Regions from separate parts of the Oryzias latipes genome. Here region 2 is linked to region 1. The links are chromatin contacts, called in public Hi-C maps. All regions are on one chromosome and are shown on one strand. Each heading gives the region's core, a stretch centred on a gene start, on an enhancer-like site or on the middle of the called end of the contact. The rest is flanking DNA. Distances are from core to core; before and after follow the strand shown. Region 1 holds the start of spata22 (spermatogenesis-associated protein 22). Region 2 holds the start of LOC101167817 (transmembrane protein 211).

The links. A called contact is a pair of places that touch in the nucleus more often than the background predicts.
Region 2: a Hi-C map of embryo shows a contact between it and region 1, with 4 times the contacts expected there. The contact joins the promoter of LOC101167817 here to the promoter of spata22 in region 1. A contact is called at or near these places in 5 of 5 Hi-C or Micro-C datasets (embryo, fibroblasts and gastrula embryo).

The regions. Positions count from the first base shown.
Region 1 is chr14:19,987,738-19,992,116 of ASM223467v1, reverse strand. It overlaps spata22 (spermatogenesis-associated protein 22), which reads right to left and starts at 1,282. Exons shown (of 8, transcript XM_011483715.2): 1 at 1,178-1,282; 2 at 781-835. The coding sequence starts at 820. It overlaps stip1 (stress-induced-phosphoprotein 1), which reads left to right and starts at 2,443. Exons shown (of 14, transcript XM_004076592.4): 1 at 2,443-2,567. The coding sequence starts at 2,559.
Region 2 is chr14:20,157,027-20,161,378 of ASM223467v1, reverse strand. LOC101167817 (transmembrane protein 211) reads left to right here and starts at 2,343. Exons shown (of 3, transcript XM_011483716.3): 1 at 2,343-2,988. The coding sequence starts at 2,653. It overlaps akap10 (A-kinase anchor protein 10, mitochondrial), which reads left to right. Exons shown (of 15, transcript XM_011483717.3): 15 at 55-1,022. The coding sequence ends at 60.

The sequences.
Region 1 (4,379 bases), core at 33-2,532:
GGGAGAAAACGCATTTGTGACGTAGAAAATACGCTCCATTCTGATGCATCTGCCCGTAGACAAATAGGTCCGTGACTGCCTTTGTTTTCCTCGTCCGAGCTGGAATCGGGAGCAAAACTGTACAGCCGGATGGCTCCAAAACTGTTCGCACTTTTCTTGTACTGCTAATGTTAGGTTGGCATGTGAGGGGCTGTAATCTAGCAGGAGGGAACAGATTGATGACGGAGAGCGGCCAACTCAGAGTCAACGGCACGACCACGACTGAGAGATGGATTTATAATGAACTCCTATGTTCTGGAAAACGACACAGTTTAAAAAATTTTTTTTGGCTAAAACAGCAAAATCATAATTAAGAAGACCACAGGAAATGTGTTTACAATAATTTAAAAGATAATCGGAAATGGATTTTAAGGCTGTTTGACACCTTGAAAAGGTGATTTTCTACGTCACAAATAAGCTCTTTTTCTAACAGCATTTTTTCATCTTCTCCTGATTCTTAACAATTTAAATAAAGGAACAATCAGAAATGTTATTTTAACCCAGTTTTCTTTATACATGTCCTCCATTCATCGGCGTGGGTATTTGAGACAAATAAAAGAGGTAAGAATTGACCACTACAGTAAGCCGGGTAAGAAAAATTGACAAACCAACTCCTGCCAAATCTGGGATACAGCAGAATCCTTAAGACACCAGAATGCTTTATAAAAAATGTTGATGTATGGATTTCAGCTAGCATGGATTTCAGAGCTAAGCTTTAGCATTTCAGTCTGCTGTCTTTACCCGTTGTAGGTCTGACAGGCTGGTTTTCTTGTCTCCTCATTCTGCTGACAAACACCTGTTAGCAAAAAAAAAAAAAAAAAAAAAAAAACATTGAGGAGTTTTAATTGGTGTTTAGTTAGGTTTTGCTCAGTGTTTATAGCTTCAAGAAACATTGAGCTTTAAAAAAAAATAATAATAATAAGTGCGATGTTGTGATAGCTTAAAAAGTCGGCTATTCTGTTGACCTAGCCTAGCTTCTTCACACTTTCAGACAGCTATCAATTCAGACAGATATTAACAACTCATCAAAGATAACAACTAACTGTTCTTTTTTTTTACTTTCTATGATCATTTTTTAAATAAATAAAAATATTAATCGATGAAAATTCAAGTTAGCTCGAGATAAATAAATTCTGACCGTTGTGGGTGGACAGAGCAATCCCCGTTTAACCAGAACGTGTTACAGTGCTAACCTCACGAGACCTCAACCCCTCACGCGGGAGCGCGCACGCGCTCATTACTGGCTCGTTTGTGTTATCGAGCTTTTACCAAATTCATTATCTGTCGATCTGAGTTGCTCGTTTGCATAAATGATATGGTTAGTATCGCTTGTATTACTGAATACACCAGTTAATAATACCCCAATAACACAGACTGAACCACCTCTTACACCACCTGCATGTTATCAGTTGAAGAAACTGTCCATCTATCTACAATACTTGTCAATACATCACTATTTATCCTACAATGTGTGAGAAGAAAAAAAAGATTTGGGTGATCAAGCCACATGTAACCTTTTCACACTCTATTCACATTACAATTTGCCTTTTTTGTGAAATACAATACCACGTGTTACATCCTCTATTTGGTACGTTTCTTTTGGTGGCAAAGAGTGTTAAATAAACCCCTTTTCTGTAATCAATTTATTATATTTTATTTGTTTGTTCATTGTTTTTTCTTCTTCACCTTGGATACTTGTGAATTTGTTACACTAAAATATTAATTTATTCAGTAAGGTTCTACTCCATTCTGTTCCATTATACTAAATTTATATCATGTTGTCCTTTGTTTGAGTTTTATTCTAATAAATGAATGCTAAAAAAACCTCTATTGGATTTTTATTTATGTTTCATTCATTTTTTTAATTTAATGTGACAATGTTTGACACATATTTTGTTCAAGAAAATATTTTTTACCTAAATGTTTTTTTCTAGTGATTCATTAGAAAATAACGTATTGATGTTACACAATATTTTACCAAAGTGACCAAAAAGCACTACAATGCATTTTTGTTTATACAAAGGAAATTTCCGTATTAATGTTAAAATATTAGCAAAGTAAAACTGATGAATATTTATTGTATTTAAACATGTATGTTTTAAATTTTAAAAATGTTAACCTTGTCAACACCCTTAAATATGTGATGACATTTAAAAGTATGAGTTTCTCTTCAATATTATAGTTACGTGGATGCTGGTGTTGCTCAAAATATAAACGCTTAATTTAACCTTTTTTCAGACTTCTGTTCTTACTCTTGTAAGTGAATGCGCTTGTATCTTCAATTTGAGCTTTTACATTAGGCATAGAGGAGAGTAAAACTTCAAGGGCTGGGTTTTGAGAGTTTTTTTCCCAATTCATCTTCTGGAAGTTTCAGTCAGGAGGCTATATATTGCTCGTCAGAGGCTCCACGCGAGTTCGTCGCTGTTTGCGGATCTTCTACAACAATCTGGCAACCCGCACGTGTTCAGGGGGAGGCGCTAGTCCGCAGTAGTTTCTGGAACGTACCTCATGCTTGTATCATGGAGAAAGTAAGTCTCGTGTAATCGCATTTTCTTCTTCTTTCAAAACAAACATTTAAAATGGGTTTTTAAAGAATTGTGCAATGTTGAGATGAAACGAGTTTTCTTAAAAATCGTAGTTAAAAAAATTGTCTTAGTTTTAATCCTTAGCTTGAAGAGATTCACTTTGCTAATGCATCGAGCTAGCTTAATGTTAGCTAACCGTCATTCAATGTGGTCACTTAGAATGGAAGGTGTAGCTGAGCTTTGAGTTTTCCGTAAAACATTTTCATTTTATGTTAAAGTCCAAATAGTCTTGCGATATTTCCAGGTAACAACGCATGTGTGTCCAGTTAAGCTAATTAGCCATGATACGAAAATTCTACTGAAACTCCACTAATTTGAACTAAACGTGTTTGATTTATAAAAAAAATGTATATACATATTGGTTCATTTCTTTTCTGTCTTTGCCCATGCTTATCCTTAACCCTCGTAGCTTCAGACTAGTTCGCAAATCTTTGACATTGCAAGTACGAAATAACGATTTAAATTACGTTCATAATGCAACTAGTTGTATATTTTTGTATGTATTAGAGATTGCTAGTTTATATGCTCTCGTTCTAGTGTGGCACACAGCGCTTAAGTACTTTTCGATCGGCTGTATATGTTTAAGTAGCCTGCTCTCACACCGGAGGATCATTCTAGATGCACAGGTCGCTGCTGCCATGGCTACAGCCGCATGTCGTCGGAAATTGTCGCGCATTTTTCCGGTTTTTAAATTGTAGTATTTTGGTCCCAATTTGAACGTCTCTCTAAAAAAAATTTAAAGTCTCGTTTTCTCCAAACCTGTCGCAAATATTTAGTGATAAATATTGCAATAATATTTACTGGCAACAGCGTTAGCAACTATATGTATATGTATGCTAATCATGTAAAAATTATATTTTCTTAATATCCAGCGTTTGTTGTTCATGGGATCAACTAATGTTAATCCCCTAATCTGTGGTGATCTGGCTGTAATTACATGTTGTGACTTAATTAGTCTGTAAAACTGAAAATGATTTAAATCCTAAAGGGTCTTTTAACAGTAAGCTTTGAATTCACACGTGTAATTAATACTTTACAAAAGGTAATTACATGTGATGTAATGGGTCTTAAGCTGTATTTAAACTTTTGTTATCAACCCACAAATATAGAAATATGAGTCCTCTCAATTTCATCTTATAAAGATTGCATTGATAAATTAATGATCATAAACTTTAAATGTGAAATTTGATCAAAGGAGACAAACAGGCACAAACATTGGTTGTTTATTCACAAAACTTGGGGACATACTCATTTTAGTTGACCTGCTCAGAAAATACTTCTTTCTCTTCTTGGATGACCCCCCATTGAAAAAGTCATATTTGACGTTTTCAACATCCACTACTTTCATTAAATAGACTAAAAAGAAGTTTTCAAATCTGTTCTAATTGTATTTTAAAGCTCTTATATTGAACTTGGTCTGAAGAATAGTGTAAAGTTGTGAAAATTTGTTTTTTTTTTCTTCTTCTTTTTTTTGACAAGAATGAATTTCATAGAGCCATCACACCTGCATGACAACTGACTGTACTCTTTACTTTAGAAAAGATGGAAATGGACCATTGCAAGTGATATGTTCTCTTCCTTTTCAGTGCGATGAATTACCAAAGTTTGAATTTACTCATCTCTATTTGTGCCGTTTATTAAATGTATTGTTTCTTTGGACAGACTTCTCACTTCAGTCTGAAGTAATGAAATTTAGTTTATGAACAGATCTTTGAGTCCATTTAGAAATTAAAGCAAAATCTGGCCATTTTTTCA
Region 2 (4,352 bases), core at 1,094-3,593, 170 kb before region 1:
TCTGGTACGGAAATGTCTGATAGAAGTGCTGAGTCTGTCCCCGTCTGTCTGCAGTTATGACCCCATACAGGCACAAGCGGACTCTCCGTCCCAGCGGACACTGCAGTTCACGAGACTCCTGGTTTACACTGCAGTGAGCTGCATCACTCCAAAAAGAACAAGGCGTTTTACCACCTCCATAACTATAGAGCGGATGTTTGTTTGCGTGTGTGTTGCTGTAGGGGTGGGTGAATGACTCTTAGAAAACTTGAAGGTTGGCCATTTCCAGAACACTATAGAGACACCCGAGTGGATGTGAACGCATCAAAGTGAGAGCATCACTCCCGTTAGGACAGGTTTCTGCTAGGAAAGCGGCGCATAGAAGTAGCCGCCCGTCAGGACCTTATCTGTCTTGCTTTTGGAACTATGGAAGACGTTACACAGAATCAGTGAAAGTCACTCCGCCATGACACTTCTCCACACAGCTTTTAGAAGCATTCCTTGTTTTTACATCAAGTTCTCTCCTAAAGGTCCGCCTGTTGGAGCTGTTTGAAGTGTCATCCGTGTCCGTATCGATGTTTCATGATCCACAATGTTAGCTCTCCGGCCCCCGGCCACTTCTACACTGTAGAACAGTAATGTGATGGGGAACCGGACAAAGAACTCGCAGATCTTTGTGAAAGTCGAGGCACCTTTACAGAGCATAGAATAAATACTTGAGTTTCCAAACTCCTTAAATGTTCTATAAATTCTGGTTTATCCCATATATTAATGTTTGTCTTTTTTAATGGTGATCTTATGTTGTTTTTTAAGCATTGCGGAAAAAAAACTTGGTTATGAGAGGACTGTTCAACTGGAAAAGTGTGATCAGTAAATTTAACTTTTTTTTGTTTTTTTTTTCCTTCCCCACCTTATCAAGATGTGGAAACAAACCAGAAATACACTTGGTACTATGTACCACTAATGTTTTCTGAGATGTACGTGTATGTAATCTATAATATATTTAAGCTGTGTTTGATTGAAATACAAATATTATCAATTGTTTTTGTCTCTGCCTACTTTTTTCTGTGAAATGCATGTTTTTTCTCCGTCTTTTTGGTTCATCTATCATGACTGCAAAGTCCATAACTTGAAAAATTCCCTCCAAAAATATATTAGAAATGAAATTACATTATTTTCGTTTTCGCGCACGTTCGCGGTAGTTTTTACTGATGTTTAAGCTAACAGTTTGATAAAACTGCAATTTTATAAAGTTTATGACGCTGCCTTATTTTCTGCCTGAATTACTACGTATTATACTAAAATGATCTTATTGTTTTTCGTCTACTTTAGTGAAGCTGGGTTTACGATGATTAGTGTGACCATCAAGGTGAACAGGTGCCTGAGACAAGTTAAAAACCGCCTATGCTAAATACCGGAAGGGCTTTGTTTAGCTTTCAAAATAAAACAAAAACTGCTTTTGTTAGATTTGACTTTAGGTTACTTTGAATACAATTTTGAAAGATGACTGGTTCGCTATTGTTAATCACTTACATCAAGTTCTAAAAACCCACACACATATCCCACCTCCATTTTTCAAAAAATTTAATCATGTTGACGTGTGTACATGAAAGTAATTGTTGAAAAGCCATTTTACCGGCTCACGATTGCATTTTTTTGGTACTGAATTAGGATTCATGTTCTAGTTTAAGACTGTAATATGCAAAAATGAATAGCATAAATATAAATTCTAATCTTATTCTCATTATTAACAAGCTTGTGTTAGAGAGAGTTTAAACGAGTAGTATGTTTAAAATATTGCACCTTTCATAGCTGGTGGAGCACCATGGGCACTTAAATAAGGGTTTTAAAAATAGAAATGGATGCTAAAATGAAATAATGTGGTCTGTCAGGATTTCTTGTGCTCAGCGGTTGACATAAAAAGAATTGTAACTTCTCTGAAACCAGTCAATCATGAATGGCCTCAATTGACCTGGTTTCCAGGCTATGTGCCAACAGTCCCGCCCACAATTTAGGGGCAAGTACCTAATGAACTACTGCGGCTCTGCAGAAACTATGTCCTAAAGTACAGCACAGTTTTTTTTATTTTAGATTTTGGCTAAAAGTGCATAATCATATTTTAAATCACTGGGAACACTTTTGCAATTGATCAAAAGATGATCAGAGTGGGACTTTTGGGATGACAAACTAATAAACGAATCAGACAAAATGACAAATGGTTTTTCTACCCGTGACCAATTAGAAAGGACTTCAAATAATCTTAGTTGTGTTGTAAAGGGATAATTTACCATCTGAATAGAAGGACTTAGTTAGTTGGAGATTTATTGTGAAAGGAACTTCCGGAATGGTTCTTGTTTCGGACAGCGGCTTGATTCTATGGAGACAGAAGGGAGAAGCAGAGGCAAAGTGCGCTGAATGTTGAGGGGAGTCTCAGAGGAGTGCAGCTCCTGGACGTGGACTCGCAGGTGAATTTCGTCACGGTTATGTCTCCGCGTTCGCATTTGCGCGTGGAAATCGCCCCCCTCCCATCAGCCTGAGGGCTCCCGCGCGCTCCAACCCCACTTCATCGGGACCTTGACAGTCCCCCGCACCTCCAGAGCAGATGTTCTGCGGGCTCTCCCTGCTGCTGCAGTTGCGGATGCCCGGGTAGTGGGAGGCTGAAGTCGGAGGCAAATGCTGAGCCGGGAGAAGAAGAAGGAAGAAGAAGCCGGGTTCGCGCTCGATCTGGGCTTTCTGCCCCACGCTGCCAGCATGTTCAGCTGCGTGGGCTGCTTTTGGGTGCTGCTGTCCTCCGCTCTGGTCGCCGTCTGCAGTTTCAGCTTCATCTCTCCCGCCTGGATTGTTAAGGAGACGCCGAGGAGCGGCCACCAGCATCCCCATCCTCACGACAAGGGCTCGGTCAGCTTCGGCTTGCTGTGGCACTGCTCCGAGTCTCTGGACCGCATGTACCGCTGCTACACCTTTGGAGGACTGGGCAGATTCGCTGAGATCCCCTCCAGCTCCTGGCAGGTATGGACCCCACACCCACGCATGGGTTTTCACCAAAAACATCAATAAATCCCCCCCAAAAGCATATTTTGGAAGTTTTTTGCCTCACAAAAATACATTTCAGTTTGTTCAAATTCTTGCTTTTATTTTGCATAAACTCTACGTTTGTGCTGCAGTTTATCATTGAAATGAGGTGGTAGAACCCCCCCCCCCCATGGTCTTTCACATGAAAATGGTAAAATAATAAAAAAGAAGAAATGCCTCTTAGGAGAAACAATTGTGTGATCAGGAGGAGAGCGCATCACACAGAGCAGCATCTGCAGAACAGCACGCCAGACACGCATCAAAACTGCAAAAGTGCCACCAAGCTGGCAGGCGGTTCTCCTTTCAGGGCTCCCCACCAGCAGACATTTCAGCTTCCTCTCTCTGGCGAACAAAAAAACACAAGTGGACCGCATGATGGGCATAAACAATTGTGTGGCTCTGCCAAACAGCATCTCACACATAGGATGTTGGGGCGTCAAGGTGCCCACAGGGATCTGTGTTTTTGCAGAAGTGCCTCAGACTTTGCAAAAAGTTTTGATAATTTTTTTTTTAATGTGCAGGATTATACAAAAGAAAAATCAACAAGAGACTCTGGAGAAATGATTTATGCATGAAGTCATTTGCATTTAAAAGGGTTTTATTAATAAATGCTCTACGGTGCAGCCCCTGCAACTGTGATTCATCTTTTTCCCTCTGAGCCTGCAGAGTCACAACTGCATCAAAGAGTTTGTGAGCGATGCTGCACCTCTCACCTGTGGAGGTCTATCTGGGGGCGGGGGCGGGGACAGTCAGCAGGCGGTCCCCGCAATGTCGGATCACTTTTTCCTTATTTATTTATATTTTTTAACTTGTCCGTCCAACAGCTGAGCAAACAGATGAGAGCTGGACGCCTCTCATGTTGGACATATTTGACATATTTTGCTGTTACAATAGGGGTTAGGAATTTTCTGACACACAAGGTGTATATTTGAATATACTCCTTTTGTAATTTTGACTAAACTTTATGTATATGAATTATATTTTTAACCATTTTTTGTTGGACCAGATGGAATAAAAAAGAAGGGAAGAAGAGATAGGGATGTGTGTGTGTGTGTGTGTGTGTGTGTGTGGGGGGGGGGGTTATAGAAGGATAGAAGGAGGGGGGGAATGAACTCATAAAGCTTTATGATGACTCGAGTGAGTGTTTATGTTCTTCTGGGGTGGATGCCGGAATTTAAAAAGAAGGAGAAAGAGTGCCCAGTCCTCCCCATACCAAGACCCCCGCTGCAGCCAGAACCCCCCAACAGCCGGACGGCAGCAGATAGAGAACAACCACCCTCTGGGCAATCCCATCTGCCACC